Regions from separate parts of the Gossypium hirsutum genome. Here regions 2, 3, 4 and 5 are each linked to region 1. The links are chromatin contacts, called in public Hi-C maps. All regions are on one chromosome and are shown on one strand. Each heading gives the region's core, a stretch centred on a gene start, on an enhancer-like site or on the middle of the called end of the contact. The rest is flanking DNA. Distances are from core to core; before and after follow the strand shown.

Region 1 (2,700 bases), core at 29-2,528:
ATCCTGTCTCCCAGCCTTGCCTTCCTTAGTCTTTTTATAATATTTATACAAGTTTTCGAATTTTTCCCTGCATTTTTTCCCACTCCTTTGGTACCCATGTTCCTCAAACATGACTCTACAGCACCAAGAGAAAAGGGAAGGAAATGGCAATAAATTAAACTTTAAACCTATTAGAAAACAGATGAACCCTAATTCAAATTTGTATGACCATGGAAATATCATGTGATGAATGTTGATAAAGCTCTTATTTGACCATTCAAAATTGAAAAATAAAGATGGGTCTTTCGGCAAGGGACTGATGAAAACGTCTTTTCATGGAAAAAACTTGCAGATGGGTACTTAAAACATCCAAAAGGTTAGTCATTTTTATAGTAAAAACCAGTAAAAACTTGCACAATAATGGAGGCAACACATTTTCAAAGGAAAAAAAGAGAGCAAGTCAGTTGAAGACTATAGAAATGATCAGCTATCGTTTATTTTCTTTAAAAATAAATAAAAGAAGAAAACTCGTGTAATACTGTTCCTGGTTTGAACCCCATTTCATATCTTTAAAAGGAGAAACAATCCGTGGAGTGAAGTTGCTAGCTTTGGGAATGGAAGAAAATAGAGAATTAGGGTATGGAGAGCATGGAAGAATAAATATATTATTTGTATATACCTGGAAACTTCATCCCACAAAGGACCCTTTTGATTAGCTTCTTTGAACTTGGGGTCGAGATGAGATCTGATCTCAAGAAGTGTTAAAGTCTCTTGTCTCGGCCACCTTCCATTTCCTCCGTCACCTCCAAAAGCAGTGGCTTCACCGTCGAACCCACAGCTGGGACTAAGTGTGGAAGCACTAGTGACAGTGGCAACAGCAGCCATGGGAGTGCCATTAGTATTACCAGTAGAATCAGAAGGGAACTCATGTCTACCCACCATTTGCATCACATCGAAGGGGTGGTGGGGTTGCTGCGATGGCGGCAGATTCCGGTGGTGGCCGGGGGAGAATAACTCAGTATCCTGTGGAATTGCTTGGAAATTGATGGGTTTTCCGTTGAGTAGTTGCCTAAGATCGGGTATGGCATATTGATGGTGACGATGATCCTCCATTTCCATATCGATTTATGAATCCAAAAAGAAAAAAACAATGGATAAGGAAAAGGAAAGAGTAGAGTAAAGCTAGAAAAATAAAAATAAAGAGTGAAAGAGAAAGTTTTTAATAGAGAGAAAGAGTGTATGAGAGAGAGAGATAGAGAAAGCGGCAGACTCGGATCGTGTCGTCCACGAAAAATCTCCAAATTAAGCTTAGGACAACGGTCCCACACTCTACAAATATACGTATTTTGCTACAATCTTTTCCAAAATTACCTACATTTGTACATAATTGGAGTGTCTATTAATCCTAACTAGAGGTGTTCATGGGCCGGGCGGCCCGGGCCGGCTCGACGGCCCGCCCGAAATATGGGAGAGTTTTGGTAAAAATATAGGCCCGAAATATGGGCTTCGGCAAAAATATTTTTATTTTTATTTTTTAATTTTAAAATATTTTTAAAATACTTTTTTTTAATTTTTTAATTTTAAAATTTTTTTAAAATACTTTTTTTAATTTTAAAATATTTTTAAAATACTTTTTTTTTAATTTTAAAATTTTTTTAAAATTTTTTTAAAATACTTTTTTTAATTTTAAAATATTTTTAAAATACTTTTTTTAATTTTTATTTTAATTTTTAAAATAAATTTTTGGTATATATTTAAAAAACGGGCCGGGCCCGGGCTTATGAATTTTTTCCCAGGCCAGGCCTGGGCAAAATTCTAGGCCCATATTTTGGGCCGGGCCGGGCCCGGGCCTAGGACCCGGGCCGAAATTTTTTCTGGGCCCAGCCCGGCCCATGAACACCTCTAATCCTAACCCAGGTTAATTTGGGTGTACCTTAACTTGGATTTTGATATTTATTTTGTATCCGCTTATTTTAAGTAAAAGAATTTTTGAATTTTTTATAAAAACATTTATTCATTCTTTTTAATTTAATTTATGTTAATTTTAAGAGTGAAAGTGAATAATTAAGGACAATTAATCATGGTATTAATGTCTTCAGTCAATTGTAAATGATTTTAGCTCTCGATGTTTATATGTTTTGTCAATTTGGTCTAGATTCTAAAAAATTTAACAAATTTAGCCTCAATATTTAACATTTACAAAAATATTACAGGATAAATTTGTTAAGTTATTACCAAATTAACAAAATGTGTAAATTTTAATGGCTAAATTTGTTATTATACTAATCAAAATTATGTACAAATGATAGAAAACATTAACGTCATGGTTAATTGTTCTTAATTTCTCACATTCAAAATTGATAGGAATTAAATTTCCCAGATTTTTTAGAGGGACTAATTTGTCCAATTTCAAAATTAAAAAGAACTAAAAATATATTTTTACCCATTTTTTAAATTTAGAAAAGAGATCCATATCATTTTGAATTATTTATTCAAATCATTTTTAATCCAAACCACTCTAGGTTCCAATCATTTTGTGTCGATCATTTTGAATAAAATGATTTTAAATTAAAAAACTTGAATTATTAATTTTTTATAATAAAATTAAATTGAATCGAGTCCGGGGCCAAAATCAAGGGTAGTGTCAAAACATTCCAATCACAACCCATTCCTCGACCGCGAGAAAAACCTTTGGGCCCTTTGGGGCTTGGAAGCCTTAAA
Region 2 (2,700 bases), core at 161-2,660, 430 kb after region 1:
TTGCAAGGTAGAAACATAATCAAAGGTACAATTAAACAAAATGAAAGGACTAAATGGCATATATAACACTTAATACCAGTCAAATCAACCAGAAACCAGCAGGCATATATGGCAATTCAGATTAAATTTCAGCCGTCTAAATATGGTTTTAATCCCTCAAGTATGCTAAAGTTTGAGATTTAATCCTTCTACTTTAATTTTAGCATAGTAGAAGACTAAAACGACAATTAGACCCCAAAAATGTGCAGCAGAGTGATTCAATTTGCCGACAGTTCAAGCAAGTCAAAGAACTCAGTCACCTGAGTCACGAGTTTACTCCCCCCGCCCCCCCCCCCCAAAAAAAAAAACAAAATGAAGAAGCTTTAACCAGATCAGAGTTGCAGTTTTAATTAACCAATTGATTATAAGTAATCATTCAATTAAAGGCACTGACCTTTCTTTCATGGAGACTGGGAGATGTAGCCGAGAAAGAAGGGCTAGTTTGAAGCACAAAACGTAAAGGGCTTTGAGAAAAGTGCTTATCAAAAGAAGCAAAAGCTGAGTTATTTCCTACAACTTCATTGGAAATGAAAACCTCTTCAAAATCCCCCGATGGACTAGAGCTACATGAAGTATCCATGTCCATTTCTTCATTGCTTTGGGACCAAACATCACTGGTAGGCCTATCAGTGTAAGAACTTGAACCACACTTGTCTTCACTCATTACATTGTTTTTCCTCACAGTTGAATCCCACCTCAAAATGTCCTTCACTGAAACTTTTGATCCTTTAGTAGCTGTTTCAGGCTTTGGGTTTTTGGTACGATGAGTTAGCCTCTTTAGAATGGAACCAAATAACCCAAAAGCAGTGCCATTGGTGTTTTTGGTGTTGGGGGTTATAGGTTGAAACAAAGGAGATTTGTTCAAGTCTGGTGAGTCATGGAAAGAGAAAAGGCAAGCTTTTTTGCAGAAATTTAAAGGAAAGTTGGAGTTTTGAGAGATGGGTTTTGGTTTATGGAGTTGAAGATGAGTTTTAGGTGGTGATTTCTTGAGTTGACAACGCCTATCAGCAATGTAATTCTTCAAAAGGAATGGCTCTTGATCCTCTTGAAGTAACTCGTGCAAATGCTTCCGAGCCATCATTCAAAAGATATATTTGAATTTCCCTTTCACTTTTGACAATGTAATTAGAAAAATCTCGACAAGCTTTGAGCTTCAGCACAGTGAAAGAGTTGAAGAGAATTCAACTGTAAACCAGAAAAAAATCAACGCAGCAAAAGATAAGATTTTGATGAAGAAGACGAAGGAGTTGGCCTATAAATGAATAAATAGGGAGAAAAACTCAGAAAGGAAAGAATGAGGAGAGTTCCCTTCTCTGATTCAAATCTTGAAGGTTCACAATATCGAGGTGAAGATAGTGATAAAAAGAAACTTATTATAAAATAATAATACAGAAAGGATTTTACATTTTACCCAAACAACAACCAATAAATAAAGGGGTTTAATTTTGAATTCAGTCCTTGTACACTTTACATTTTTATAATTTAGCCTCTATTTTTAATTCTTAATATTATTAATTGATTTTGTACCATTTGAATATGCTCTACTTTTTAAATTATACCTTTAAATATTAAAATTCAACTTTAATGTTCAAATGAAAAGAAAACTATAATAAAATGGGTAACGTACAGAGATTATGGGCATAAAAGAAAATTAAAGAAAGAGAGAGTAAAATCAAAAAAGAAAGCAAATTTATATATATACTATATATAAAAAAAATGCTTTGTCTTGTCTTAAAGGAGATTATAAAAACAGCCATAATATCGTTTTTAAAAAATAATTACGGATTTAAATTGATTTTTTTTATATTTAGGAAACAAGTCGATTTTAAAGAGATAAATTAAAAACGCATCCAGCACGAAGCACTTTTTGTGTCTGAAAAAGTATTCTACGAAATGTGTTTTCTTTAATGACTTAACATGTCAGTTTTTTTTGTTAGATTGCTAAATGTTATTTGTTTTATCCTTAAGCCTCGAGTTTGGTTCCTCTCCTATTCACATTTGTATTCTTAATTTCACGTTATTTTAATTTTTTTTAAAAAATTAAATAAAAGAGTTATTAATTAAAAAGATGAATTAAAAAATTTGAAAATATATTTATTAATTATTAATTAATTTTAAAAAAAAAATTAAATCAACATGAAAATAAGAATACAAATGTGAGTAGAGTAGAAGAGAAATCAAACCTGAGACTCAAAGGCAAAACTACCAACATTTAATCATCTAATTAAAGGAGTTGTTATGTTAAGTTATTAAAAAATATATGTTTTGTAGAACACGTTTTTTGGATCTCTCTATAAAATTGACTTATTTTCTTAAATATTGGAAAAACGGATCCTGTTCCTCTTGTTATCTTCCAAAATGGACAAATTTACTCATAAAAACAATCTCCTATGTATTTGTCACATTGTGTTTTTCTAGAGCGATGAGTATGCATTTCATGAACAAATAATAAAAGACAACCCATTATAAAAAGAAAAATTGTAAATAATTGTCACTAAAACTTCATTTATTTTAATAAGAATGATATCGATGAAGAGTCGTGCATGTAAAGACTTCCTTAACTATTATTTTAAGCTTTTATTATTATTATTATTATTGTTTGTTGATTTCAGTACTAATTTTCATTTCATTAAAAAAACTCAATATTTAATTTTTTAAAAA
Region 3 (2,700 bases), core at 70-2,569, 350 kb before region 1:
TAAAAGCATAAATAACCCATTAGTGCCTAAAACACGCGGATCTGATCGGGTTTTGGGTCGGGTCACACGGTTTTCGGGTTACTTATACGACGCTGTTTTATATGCTGCATAAAAGCCATCTAAAACTTAAAAAAAAACCCTAAGCTATTCTCTTCTTGCGTGCGCCGCTTCTCCCAAAACCCCTTCTACTCCTTCATTCTGCTCTCTGCACAGAACCAGGAAGAACTTCGCAAGCACGCCCTCCAGGTATGGTTCTTCCTGTTCTTTTCTATTTGTTTAGTGTGGAAGAAAGAAAGAAGAGAAGACAAAAAACAAGAAAAGTGGTAAGATGCAACGAAAAAACAAAACAAAGAAAAGTTAATCACCTTCCCCAAAAATCCCCCTTCGATCCTTTGCTTTTTATTTCTTTTCAATCGTTTTCTAGATATAAAAAAATGTCACCTTTTTACAAAAAAACAATTGGCTTTATATAGCCGAAAAAATAGAAAAAAGCCATTCTCTAAAAACTGTCCTCCCTTTTTACATTTTCATTGTATTTTTCTACTATTGTTCGTGGCCGAGGTTTGTTGTCTGCTGCAGGAAGAACGTGCTGGAGCGCGGGACAACGTGTGTGACGTGCAAGGGCGACGTGCGGGAGCAGCTGCGGCGATCTGCTGCTTAGGGTTTCTGTGACTTCAGGCCAATTGGGCCTTGTAATTGGGTTGGGATTGGCCCAAGTTTTATTGGGTTTGATTGTATTTAATTTGGGCTGTGTAAATGATTTTGGGCCCCGGGCAATAATTTTGTATTACAATTAAAAATGAATTTTTATTTTTTATTTGTATTTTCAAAAACTAAATTAAGATTAAGTTTTGTCAAAGAATTACGTAGGTTTTTATAGGAAACTATTTGAGTTTTTGTAGAAAAAAACTTGAGTTTTAAAATAAAACTTGCATTTCTTATTTATAGTTAAGTAACGCAATTTTTAGTAATTTTTTTAAAATAATAAAAGAAATTAAAAAAATATCTAGTTGATTTGGATATTGTTATCCAGAGGACATGTATTTGAATGTGTTGAAATTTATTATTGAGTTAAGAAGAGAATATAAACAATTATAAGTATTGTGTCAACAAAATAGATATAATCAAAATTTATATTGAGATTATCAAATAATTATTATTTTTTTTAAAAAATAAAGAATGATTAAAATGAATTTCAGTTAATTAAATTAACAACAAGCGATTAAAGCAAGAAAACAATTTAATAATATTATTTAAAATTTTTACTAAATTTTAGTGATTAATTATATAGTTTATTCGAGAATAAAAAACAAACGATTAGGCCACCGAATAAAAATGGTATCTTTTCCCTTTTTTTTTCTTTCTCTCTCCGATAATCGAATTCTAGAAAGAGGGAAAACAAGAAATTAGTAAAAAGAGTTCAGGAAAAAAAACTAGAAAGGCTTGAAATATTCAACAATGGCGGTTCCTAGGGTTTCTAGGGTTTTGTGATCAATTCCTTTAGAGTATCAATGGAAATGCCCGGACGAAGATCTAATTACTCTCTCCTTAGCCAGTATCCCGACGACCAGTACACCGTGTCCATATCAGGAGCTCCGCCTCCCTATTGCGATTCACTTTCAAGCGAAGCCACCAGTAATAAGAACAAAGTGAAATCAGAGAGAGGTTTAACTGATTGGGATCAGAGTCTCAGTCAGAACCAAAACCAGAACCAGCTACAAGTAAATCGAATCTGTGGCGGCGGCGGGGGAGGGAATACTTTTGCTTCGTCGATCAGTCTTCAACGGCAATCGAGTGGAAGTAGCTTTGGTGAGAGCTCTTTATCGGGAGATTATTATGTGCCGACCTTTTCTACGACGGCCGCCAACGAGATTGATGGGTTCGTTTATGGTCACGACGGGAGCTGTGAGCATGTGGATTTAAGAACGAAAATTGGGGGTTCGTCCTCTGGAAAAAGCTGGGCGCAGCAAACGGAGGAGAGTTATCAATTGCAGTTGGCGTTGGCTTTGAGGCTTTCTTCGGAAGCTACCTGTGCTGATGACCCGAATTTTCTGGGTCCGGATTCGGATGATTCTGCTATTCGGGGAACTAGCTCTAGCTCCGCCTCAGCTGAGATAGTTTCCCACCGGTTCTGGGTATATTTCTAGTGATTTCTTTGTTCATTTCACTATTAGCTTGTTTAAATTAACTTAAATGAACAGTAAGGCTAGGAGATTGAAGGAATATGCATAGGCAAATATAACGGTCGTGATAGTGAATGGATTTACTTTTTAGATGATTCCAAATATCTGTTACGAGATGAACTGGATTGTGTGAGTGAACTCTTACATTTTGTTGTGAACTCTGAATGATTCAAAGGATAGGATGTGACAAGTTGGTTGGTCAAGAGTAGTTTTTTATTGGTTCGGGTTTAGAAAAATCTTGTCGATTTATGGCAATATTATTTTTACATTTGGATCTAGTATGCATGAGTTGGCAATCAGAATCTATATGGATAAAATTTATAGTGGGATCTCAAAAAGCAAGCAATTTCTACTGGGCCTTTATCCTTTTTTGGTTCAATAGGGTTTTTATTAGTTCAAACTTCTAGTTATCTTGGTAGGAAGTTGTATGACAAATGCTCCTCTAGGGCCTTTAAATTCTGTAGGTGGCGTAGCTACCAGATCAATGCAGTTACTTAAAGTAGTAAATTACTAAAAA
Region 4 (2,700 bases), core at 90-2,589, 500 kb after region 1:
TTTAATATTTAATATAAAAAAATTTAAAGATAAATATAATTTCTTGTCAGTTGAGTCTTAGTTCGATTGGCATTAACATTGTTGTCAGTACAGGATGAGGTGAGTTTGAGCACACACCCCAAAACTAGATAATTTTTAAGAAAAATCAAAATCGTGAATAATAAAAATTAATCGTAAAATTATTTAATAAAAATTCAGGAAATTATTTAATAAATTTGTCTATTAATATGAATTTCCTAGAAAAAAGAAACCCACAAAAACCAGGTTATTCTCGTGCTTATTATTTTATTTGCGTGACCATATTTAAATATGTATAGGAAGATATTTTTTTTATCATGACAATACTGTAGAGGGGTAAGGGGTGACAATATTTAAATATGTATCATGTAGATGTTAGATGAAAGTTTTAACCGTTGTTTTAAGCAAATTTTGAGAAGATTAAATTTTAGTATTATTCTCTATACATTTCAAAATTTATGGATTTAGTCTTTGTATTTTAATTTGATCATTTTTAGTACATGTACTTTTCAAAATGATTGATTATAGCCCTTGTACTTTTTGAATTTTGAAATTTTAGTATTGACTCAAATAGAAACAGTTGATTTTGTTTGGTCAAATTCAATTACTAGTTGTGTACTATGCGTACAATTGTAGGTTTGGTCCATTTTCTCCAATCTGATCATTCTAAATCCATATGCTTATTGAATTTGAAATTTTAATCTTAACGCGAATGGAAATCGTCAATCCATTAACTAGATTTGTAATGAGTAATATGTGGAAATAATAAGCTGACATGGCATTACACACGATAATATGTTTGGTGCATCAAGTTTTGGAAACAGAAGAACTTAACTTAATAAATTTAACAATTATCATTTGATGAGGACTGAAATTTTAAAATTCAAAAAGGACATGAACTAGCATTGATCAAATCAAAGTATAGTAGACTAAATTCACAACTTCCATAAAGTATAGGGACTAATAGAAAATTTTAACGTTTTGAGAATGGGAGGAATTGTTTATATTGGAGAAAATAGCATGAGATATTTTATTCTCACATAAATAAAACATGGCTTAAAATTAACTAATATGTTTGTATATTGTTTGGCTTCAACAATCTGGTCTACCTTTAAAAAGAATTAATAAAACACAAACCGACCGACCACGCAATCCAAGTACCATAAATGTTAGAAAATCAAAATGGGGCCACATTACAAACATTTTTGAGTGAAGACAAGAGAGGTAACAGTGACTTATAAATGCACCGTCATTCCATGCATCTACATAATGCGTCCAGTTTTATAGCTTGTCCACTTCACACGTGTTCATTCACTCACCCTCCTGTCAGAGAGTGTCGGCCTTTTTGCCCTTACCTCGTTTTTGGACGGACCCTAATCCACCAATCCATCCCCGGCCCTTTCAAGTCAAACCACTTTCTTTCACTTTTATTTTCTAACAACACTTTTATTCAAACTTTTTCAAATTATTATTTTCCGTTTATTTAGAATATAAATTTATATTTAAAAATAATATACAATAATACATAAATATGTATAATATCAAAATAAAAAACAGATTATGTTATAAGTAAAACAAAATTCAAACACTTATATATCATATTAATACTATTAAATTAATACAATTATTTAAATAAACATCTTTACTTCTCAATTTATAATTCAATTTCTTCCCCTGAAAGAATTTCTGGATTCACCTGTGCATATTAAGTCATATCATTAATAAATTAATTAATAATTTCAAAAGCATTAAAAATAAATATATAAACTGAATCAAATCTAAAATTTATTATTGATTTTTTTCATAAAATTATTTATTGTAGAAAGATTAACAAAACACTAAATAAATCTGTATATTTTTAACATATATGTTACTAATCTAGTGCATATTTATATATATTAAACTTTGTTAGACATGCAAATGCATGTAATCAAATTCTTTTGTTTTTGGGTGCCATTACAAGCTTACACATAGGGTAGCATAGAATTAAATCTCAGATCTTGAGGAAAAAATATTTATTAAAGAGAGAAAAAAAAAGTAAGATATTTTTTTTAGGAAAAATAAATGAGTGATTAATTATGAGAAGTGGGAGATCTCAAGTTTTATCCTATTAATTAGATGTTGATTTATTTTAGGATGAATTATTATATAAAAAAAACTTATGAAAAATGGATAATTTTTTAATTAAACGAGTAAAATCCTCAAAAATATTTCTTTTGCATTTATGCATGTATTATCCAATTGAGTGAAAAGAATTGGTTGTTAGTATAGATAATGAGGTTTTGCTGAAGCAAAAGGTTTGAGATTTTATTGAAGTTGAAACCATTTGCTTTTTGTACCTCCTTTTTGCTTTTGTTTTCAAAAAGTTGATTTTGAAATATTACTTTTACAACACTTTTTTCCCACAAGATTTTCAAATTACATTTACATCCATTCCATTCACTTTGCATGCTTGTTTTATTGTTTATGTGAAAATAATAAATTTATAAAACAAAAATTAAATGAAGAAATGGTAAAAGTTTGGAATGAAATCCCATCAGAATTTAACATGATTTGAAATGAAAATAATATCCCCACAATAATTTTTATTATTTTATAAAATTAATCAATTGAAGCCCTTAAATATAGTCTAGATAATATTATTAAGAAGGGAGATGAAGTTGTTTTCAAAATATATTATTT
Region 5 (2,700 bases), core at 36-2,535, 380 kb after region 1:
GCTCAGGGATTTAGCGACGTTTTTGAAAAAGCGCCGCTACTGCTAGGGGATTTAGCGGCTTTTTTAAAAAAGCGCCGCTAATGCTCAGGGATTTAGCGGCGTTTCTGAAAAAGCGCCGCAAAAACATTTTATCTGTCTATTTACTATTTAATGGTTTATTTATATTAATTAAAATTCAATTTATTTTTAATTGAATATTTGTTAAAAATGGATAAATTTGAAATAATGACACGTAGAAATAATTTGAAATAAAAAACATAAAAAAATATTTGTTAAAAATGGAAAAATTAAAATACTATTATTTAAAATAATTTTAAATTTTTTTGGGTACATTACTAATTGTTTTTTAATTTATATATTAAATAATTTCTTATATAATCGTAAAAGAGATAGTATTAATTTTAAAATATTGAATTAATTATCACTATAGTTTAGGGTTTTTGGTTTAGGGTATATGACTAATTTAAGATTTAAGGCCGGTTTAGGAGTTAATAGTGTAAGGTTTAGGAAGTATGGATTTAGGGATTATGGTTTAAGGGTTGAGATTTAAGGTTTAGGGGTTAGGGGTTAGGGGTTAGGGGTTAAGGGTTAAGAGTTAGGGATTTAGGGTTTAGGGATTTAAGAGTCGAGTTAGGGTTTAGATTAGTTATTTTTTAATTAATATATTAAATATGTTTTTATATAATTGTAAAAGAGATAATAATAAATTTAATATATTGAAATTAAATTATTTAAGAGAATATAATAAATAGACTTTATATGTATTGAATGGTTAATTTAGGGTTTAAGGTTAAGGTTTACTTGAGATTTGTTAAATGATAAAATTTTATACAATTAATTAATGCCTTTATATTTAAAAATATTTAATCTAAACCATTTAATATATTTAAATATTAGTTTAAATAGAATTAATAAATAAGTTAAAAAAATTAATAGATTGATATGGATATATAGGTAATTATTTAATTTGGATAGGACCAAATTATAAGAAATAAAAATAAAATACAAAAATAAAATTGAAATAAAAAACTAAATTTTATAATTTTATCTAATTCTTATAAATATTACTTAAAATTTAATAATTATTTATTTAAAATTTATATGAAAGATACAATAATTAAATATTAAAAATATGCGAGCTTTAGCGGCGTTTTTAGCAAAAAAACGTCGTTACTATATACAAACGACGTCGTTTTGTTCAAAATAAATTAATTTTTGTGGTATTTTTATACAAACTCTGCAAAAGGTAAGCCGCAAAAAAAATCATTTTAATTTAAAAAAATCACACCATTTCCCCAAAAACAGATCAAAATCGACACCATTTCAAGAGAAGATAAACGGCGCCGTACCAAATCTAGGGCAAACAACCCCTCTTATGGTTAAAATGCTCTCATTTTTCAACCAAATCCAAACCCTAAATTGCGCCTCTCCCAATTTCTTCTTCACTTTGAGGTTTGAGTAGATCGATCATTTCCAGAGAATTCACTCAAGGACTGGAAATCCCTTCAACTCAATGCTCTTTTTTGACGATGAGGATAGGAACATACAAGCTGTAAGAACGAGTTTTCCTATCTTCTCGATTTTCCTGTTCTTTTGTTTTTATAACGCTGATTTTGGATTCTGGGTATTTGTATTTGTTTTTATAACAAGATGAATTGTTCGTTCATTTTTCTTCATAGACCAGTTTTTCAATGTGGAATGACATATAACTCTAGATTATTTTTCAAGGGAAAAGATGAATGTAGAGTTTATTTATGTCTTCAAGCCCAAAGTTTTTCAAATGTTCTTTTCTAGTCTAGAAAGGAAATTATTTGTTTTTACATTTAGCATGGTCTGTTTTGGTAGGTTTCTGAATGTGACAAGCAGAAGAAACCTGAGAAGGGATCTGTAACTTTGGAGGAAATAGGAAAAAGAAATACCAGTGCTGGAAATACTGCAGATGGTACTCAACTAGATGCAGAGATTGCTGGTCCAGAGAACATTAATGTAACAATATATAGTTTTATATATTGAAACAATATAAGAAGGCTACTTATCCAATACCGACCAATGATTCTGTTCAATTCGTTTACTTGATATGTAACATGATAACTAAATGTCTTATGTTGGAGAAGAAAAAAATGGAGCAAAAGGGACTGGGAAGAAGGCTACAATCAAGTATGTTTTTATTATATTTTTAAAGTTTCTTTTTCTGGGTTTGATATTTGAATGTTTTGATAGGATGGATTCTTTTTCTTTTTTTCTCTAATTTTGGTGGAAAGGGTGGGTTTTATCTCTGAACTGTGGTTTCTGTGACCGAAATTGAGTATAAAAATCGTAGGTTATAAGGTGTGCATTGGATGTTAATTTTATTAATTTAACTAGAGAGGAAATAAGAGACCGGCTAAGTTTGTTGGCAGTAATTGTTGTAAGATTGGATGTGCTTGATGGATGATTTAAGAGTGATTTTGAGTTGTGGACATGAGTTTCTCGATATATAGATGACAGAATCTTGAGTTATTACTAAGTGGTTCCTTACTTAAGTAGCTTGATTGAGGATCTTAGTATAGAGAGAATATCCTTTTCCCAGTTCTTATCGGTTTACTTCTGATAATTGTGCAGAATGATAGGTTTATTTCTTATTTTGTAGTCTCTGTCTAGAATTCTTGCTCTGAAGTTTGTCTATTTTATACGAGTTGAGTTTTCATGGTTTGCTGTTGC

What was found. A called contact is a pair of places that touch in the nucleus more often than the background predicts.
Region 2: a Hi-C map of leaf shows a contact between it and region 1, with 2.4 times the contacts expected there. The contact joins the promoter of LOC107949465 here to the promoter of LOC121213624 in region 1. A contact is called at or near these places in 2 of 34 Hi-C or Micro-C datasets (callus and leaf).
Region 3: a Hi-C map of leaf shows a contact between it and region 1, with 2.6 times the contacts expected there. The contact joins the promoter of LOC107922232 here to the promoter of LOC121213624 in region 1. A contact is called at or near these places in 9 of 34 Hi-C or Micro-C datasets (anther, callus, hypocotyl and 3 more).
Region 4: a Hi-C map of leaf shows a contact between it and region 1, with 3 times the contacts expected there. The contact joins the enhancer-like site here to the promoter of LOC121213624 in region 1. A contact is called at or near these places in 5 of 34 Hi-C or Micro-C datasets (all in leaf).
Region 5: a Hi-C map of leaf shows a contact between it and region 1, with 1.6 times the contacts expected there. The contact joins the promoter of LOC107949479 here to the promoter of LOC121213624 in region 1. A contact is called at or near these places in 2 of 34 Hi-C or Micro-C datasets (both in leaf).

Annotation. Positions count from the first base shown.
Region 1 is chrD01:33,457,018-33,459,717 of Gossypium_hirsutum_v2.1, reverse strand. It overlaps LOC121213624 (trihelix transcription factor PTL), which reads right to left and starts at 1,278. Exons shown (of 2, transcript XM_041086434.1): 1 at 659-1,278; 2 at 1-115. The coding sequence starts at 1,098.
Region 2 is chrD01:33,026,759-33,029,458 of Gossypium_hirsutum_v2.1, reverse strand. LOC107949465 reads right to left here and starts at 1,410. Exons shown (of 3, transcript XM_016884118.2): 1 at 434-1,410. The coding sequence starts at 1,120. It also overlaps the pseudogene LOC121213578.
Region 3 is chrD01:33,808,805-33,811,504 of Gossypium_hirsutum_v2.1, reverse strand. It overlaps LOC107922232 (serine/threonine-protein kinase CTR1), which reads left to right and starts at 1,319. Exons shown (of 16, transcript XM_016852149.2): 1 at 1,319-2,135. The coding sequence starts at 1,512. LOC107921237 (a long non-coding RNA gene) reads left to right here. Exons shown (of 2, transcript XR_001690990.2): 1 at 1-246; 2 at 580-817.
Region 4 is chrD01:32,952,705-32,955,404 of Gossypium_hirsutum_v2.1, reverse strand. No RefSeq gene overlaps it. Among protein-coding and RNA genes, the nearest start is that of LOC121213523, 11 kb to the left of the region's middle. Within about 2 kb of position 1,339, at least 3 of the 9 cell types and tissues checked have an H3K27ac peak or open chromatin away from gene starts, as enhancers often do. A contact at or near this core is called in leaf, where this site is marked.
Region 5 is chrD01:33,077,804-33,080,503 of Gossypium_hirsutum_v2.1, reverse strand. LOC107949479 (UTP--glucose-1-phosphate uridylyltransferase) reads left to right here and starts at 1,285. Exons shown (of 4, transcript XR_005908960.1): 1 at 1,285-1,552; 2 at 1,846-2,700.